2 separate regions of the Hordeum vulgare genome follow, and region 1 is linked to region 2. Evidence: chromatin contacts called from public Hi-C data. All regions are on one chromosome and are shown on one strand. The core of a region is the stretch at or near the end of the contact, and the rest is flanking DNA. Distances in the headings are between cores, read along the strand shown.

Evidence for each region. Hi-C and Micro-C count contacts between places; a contact is called where the count stands out from the background.
Region 1: a Hi-C map of leaf shows a contact between it and region 2, with 6 times the contacts expected there. The contact joins the enhancer-like site here to the promoter of LOC123407122 in region 2. A contact is called at or near these places in 3 of 6 Hi-C or Micro-C datasets (leaf and seedling) and 1 of 1 datasets of contacts at active chromatin or transcription factors (embryo).

The regions. Positions count from the first base shown.
Region 1 is chr7H:343,074,354-343,077,053 of MorexV3_pseudomolecules_assembly, reverse strand. It overlaps LOC123412061 (F-box/kelch-repeat protein At1g51550), which reads left to right. Exons shown (of 3, transcript XM_045105015.1): 2 at 46-1,021; 3 at 1,178-1,490. The coding sequence ends at 1,016. Among protein-coding and RNA genes, the nearest start is that of LOC123412061, 7.0 kb to the left of the region's middle. Within about 2 kb of position 1,308, at least 1 of the 3 cell types and tissues checked has open chromatin away from gene starts, as enhancers often do. A contact at or near this core is called in leaf, where this site is marked.
Region 2 is chr7H:342,310,304-342,313,003 of MorexV3_pseudomolecules_assembly, reverse strand. LOC123407122 (glucose-1-phosphate adenylyltransferase small subunit, chloroplastic/amyloplastic) reads left to right here and starts at 1,277. Exons shown (of 9, transcript XM_045100178.1): 1 at 1,277-1,463. The coding sequence starts at 1,278.

The sequences.
Region 1 (2,700 bases), core at 59-2,558, 760 kb before region 2:
TCCCAATCTTGTATGCTTTCTGATATTTTCTTTTGCTCTAGTTAGGTCGTCATCTTGATGATATCTGGGCGACATATGTTGGAAATGGAGCCGGAACTGGATCGTCCAATGTACTTAGCTGGCAGCAATTGGCCTCTGGCACTCCAAGTGGTCGTTTTGGTCATTCATGTGTTCTCGTTGGTGATGCACTAGTCCTGTTTGGCGGGATTAATGACCGTGGGCTTCGTTTGAATGACACATGGATAGGCGAAATAATTTGCGAAGAACCTGGCAGGATGATGATCTCATGGAGACTGCTTCAGATAGGCCCCCTGGCACCATCTCCTCGCGGGGCCCATGCAGCCTGCTGCATAGATGATAAGTTAATTGTGATTCACGGTGGGATAGGGGTGCATGGAAGCCGGCTTGGTGATACATGGCTTCTTGATTTCTCCGATGGACTTCGATCTGGCAGTTGGCGCCAAATGGGGGACACTGGACCTTTGCCTTCAGCTCGTTCTGGCCACACCTTAACTTGGATTGGTGATAGGCGCATGGTTCTTTTTGGTGGTAGAGGATCAGAATATGAGGTGCTTAGTGATGTCTGGCTGTTTGATATTGGTGATCATTTCCTGCAATGGAAAGAGCAAAAGTACAATTTGTCTAGTATTCTTGGTGAATTGCCTTCTCCCCGGGCTGGGCATTCAGCAACATTTCTCTTTGGTGGCAAGATCCTTGTATATGGTGGGGAAGACAAAGAAAGACGGCGGATGGATGATTTCTGGATCTTAGATATACCAGCATTACTTCAGTTTGAGTCAGGTACCAGGAAAATGGCAAAGAGGATGTGGAAAAGACTAAGGATTGATGGTCAATCCCCAAATTGCCGGTCCTTCCATGGGGCATGTGTAGATACTTCTGGTTACCGTGTGTATGTTTTTGGTGGAATGGTTGATGCACTTATGCATCCTGCAGAATCCTTGGGTTTGAGGTTTGATGGGCAGCTGTATCAAGTGGAGCTTGTGCTGCATCTCTAGAACCTGTATGATGTTTTCCTATGAATATTTTCCTAGAGATAACTGTTTAGATCTAGGAATGCAGTATTGTGTAGTTTTTCTAGTCACAACACTTGGATAGTAAATTGAAGATCTCGCTCACAATATTTAGATGATCAAGATCTCAATATTGTTAATTTCAGCTGCCAGAATGGACATTGTGATGATGCTGAAAAATGGTTCTTCACTGTCAAGTGCGCATGGGTGCAAGACCTGTCACTGATATCTGAAAGCAACGGTGATGTGGAGTGGGTTTGTCCACGTATGTGTTGAGATGTATATCCTTTCTCAAATTCGTATATTAGCAAAGAATGTCTGTCAATATCATCCGAGTAAAGATTGCTATTCCCTCCGATCCGTATTACTTGTGATGACTTCATTATCGCTGTGAAAAGAAGGATTTGATTATCATAAATGATAAACTAGAATGACATAATTGATGATTATTATGCACCATCTGGGGCTTGCTGTTGAGCTTTTCATCCCAGTCAGAAATGCAGCGATTCAACTGCCACACGTGGGGATCATGTTGTGTTGAACTGAGCTCATTATGGTGTCTTGGTCACCCTAATCATGCTAAACGAATCTACTGGGAATAGTTCTGAATCTAGAATATGTCAGTTATTTTTCTTTAGTTGAAGATTGACAGTCCCTTTGTTTTCAGTATTGTTGCTTTCAAATAAAATATACCTTTTTTTTCAATTAGAACATGCATCCATGTAATTCGTTCACACTAAATATTTGAATTCCGCAATTGCAGCTCTGACCGATGTATTTATTCCATATTCAACTTGATCAATTGAAATTTCAGAACATGGAAATTCCTCACCTTTGATTTGGTAGATCAAAAGGTTCATATTATCAACTTGGTACATCATTTTTTTACATAATGCAAATACAGATAATTTACTTCGACGCAAATGGGTGAGAAAACCACAAAGACGCACTACTTTTATTAGTCAAAACTTGTTGCTGACACGTCATTTTCCACTGTGGTCGCTGGTTGGCAGCAGCGATAGCGAGTGATGATGCTGCAACCTACAGCACCATGTTCTGTTCAGAGGTGCAACTTGTGCAAGCACCTTTTTTTAACCTCTGACCTAATAATGTTCTGGTGCATTTTGATCTTGTCCTTTTGAGGATATCTGGCTGCTCGATGAGAAGGCCTTGCTCTGCCGGAGCCAACGATGATACGCGGCGTCTGCTCTTCTCTCTCGAACTCCAGGGAAAATACTTGTTCCAGGCCTTTATGAAATGGATGATGGTGGATCATCTTGTGTCGTGGTCCTTCTTGAAGGCATCGTCCTGGTGTCCTAAAGTTGTCTTGTTTTGCAGGTTCTATCGCTGCTTGCTTCGAGGATGGCGGGGCAGCGCTCGTGGATGAGTGTGATGTGGTATCTTGGTTGGCGATGATGATGACTTCGAGCAAATCCCCAGTATAATATCCCGGCGTAGCAATTAGGTTGGAGGAGAAACATGACACGGACTCAGGTTACAACCCTCGAGAAGAGGTAATACCCTCTTGCCCTAGTATATTGTGATTGGGGTGTACAAAGTACATGTATGAACCAAGGGATTCTAAACTGCCTATCGACTATCTCGAACCTTAGCTTATATAGCATATCGGGGACCATAAGGTTAGAGAGCCTAGTCAACTATGTCGATG
Region 2 (2,700 bases), core at 28-2,527:
CAAAACAGAATTGAATTAAAAGCCAGGGGCTAGGGAAAGGAGTTAAAAAAATTGGGCATCTAAAATGTTCCCCCCATTTACAAAAATAGGCGTGGCATTTTAGAGTAAAGAAAAATAAATTGGTTTATTTGAAATTGGCTCTGTTTTAAAATAAAAACAAAGGGAAAATAAAACCCAGAAGAGAGTGTTGCCACCCGCAAATATTAAAAGGATTTTCCAGAGAAGATGAACATTTTTAATGGGCCAAAACAAAAACTTTAAAACAACCACAATAAATTGAAAAGAGAGGGAAGGGTTTTATGGTCATGGTGCAACAAGGGTTTTGAAGTGGCTCTTGTTGCACCCACACTCATCACACAATCAACACAAAGCCACACTCACAAGGCACTCCACTTTCAATCACCAAAGGTGCAACACAAACAACAAGACAAGACAAAGGATGATGCCATGCATGATGTCTAATGCACATGGATGAAGACACAATGATGGGCTCACACCACGTATAATACCATATCAAGGTTGACATGCAAGGAAAGATTACAAGGAAGGGGAAGAATAGCATAGGGGCTGTCACAAACTATTAGTCCTAGAGATAATGTATGTTGTCATGAATTATCAAAACTTTCAAGGGAGCACATGTGCTTTCACATGTAGCCTCCATCATCGAGGGAGGCCATGGATCACTAGACAATCATAACTTAGGAGACACCAAAATAGTGCCTTCAATGGTGAGTCTCATTCTACGGCTTCCAATGGGCATGCCTTGTGGAGGGAGGAATTGTAATGCATGTGAATGAGGTTGTTGCGAGGTGTGTGTTTTGGAAGTACCTTAAGCACGTCGGTAGTCACTAACGAAAAGTAGCCTTTTTGTTTTTTGTTGTGGGTCAGCTGGATCCTTCGAGAGTTGTAAGCTTCTATGCAGCATGGCATCTTTGTCATTTCTTCCATAAAAGTTGTACACCATTCTTGGGCATGTTCTGGAAATAAGAGAGCTATGTATGATTTTTGTATGGCTAAACTCGATGCCAATAAAGCGAAGAGCATATCTAGAACACATTTTTTTTCCAGTTCAACTAATTTCGTCGCACAAAACTATCCATATATGTTTTTTGTGTGTGAATAAACTTGTTGCCAATAAAGCGAAGAGCATATGTAGTACGCCAAAAACTTTACAGCTTGTCACATGCGAACTAATTTCGTCGCACATGGATATTCATGTGCTCTTTTTTGTACGTGCATATACTTCCTTCGCCTATAAATAAAAGAAGAGTTTCCTTATGACTTCAAAAGTGAACTCACACATCACTCAATATCTATATCCTTCCATTTTATATCCCTCGGTGATGGATGTACCTTTGGCATCTAAAGTTCCCTTGCCCTCCCCTTCCAAGCATGAACAATGCAACGTTTATAGTCATAAGAGCTCATCGAAGCATGCAGATCTCAATCCCCATGCTATTGATGTAAGTGGTGCTATCTTAACTATGATTTTCGTTTTCTGTTCCATCTTTGAGTATCATATGGAGTAATATTATTTTTAGGAAGTCTTAGGAAAGGCTTCTTTGGGGCAGCTTCAAGCATAATTAAAAGACACTCCAGAGCCACATCATCACATGCATGCATATACAACACAACACAACACATGAAGTGAGCGATATCTTTTTAGTTTTTCGAACTCCAATTTTTTTCTCTTCAATAAAAAATACGATTAAAAATCCATTCTCATCATTAAATCTGCTTCCACCAGATTTTTAAAACTACATCGCATATTGATAAGTTTCAACGACATTTTTTGGGCCAAAAGTTATCATGATGCTTATCCTCAAGTTAACATAGTTTTTACACTAAAGTTGTCATGATATGTTTTATATATAATTTTCTCAAGATTTTAAAGCTACCATGGAACATGACAAATTTAAGTAATTCACCATGACAATTTTAATTTATGGTTCACGTCAAAATTAAGTCATTGACTATGCATTTTTAAAGTAATTTAACGACATATTTTGTTTTAGTTATGAACCGTGCCAAAAATATTTCATGGATCATGGCAATTTTTCATAATTCACCATGATAAGTTTTAGTTTCTTATTTTTTTATAACATGACAAAATTACTTTAAATGTAGAAGAAAAAATTGTTAAAATATATCATGATAACTTTAGCGTAAAAACAATTTATGTGCAACAAACATGACAGCTTTTAACCCCAAAAAGCCATTGAAACATATGAAATCTAGTTTCAGAAATCTCGTTGTGACGAATTTAATGATGAAAATATGTTTTCAATCGGATTTTTAATTTAAAAGATAAATCATTTTAAAAGCTAAATTTTTTAAAAAAATATTGCCATCATTAGTTTCATCATTTATGCATACATGCGATGATATAGTGTGATGTGTGCGGATGAATTCGTTCGGTCGATGGTCTCCCCGATTGAACGTGTGAACGCTATCAGAGTCTTTATCTTCCACTGTTCTATCTTATATATTACGTTCTTTTTAAAATTATTGTCTTAAATTTATCTAGCTACAAATATATCTAACCTTAAAACACGATTAGATACATCCGTTAGATAAATCCATGATAATTTTTTTAAGACGGAGAGTATGTGCTATGCCTGTCAAGCAGAAAAATCTGAAAAGACAATTAAGAGAGAAAGAAGTTTACCATTGATATTCCAAAATCATCGTGGCTATGTA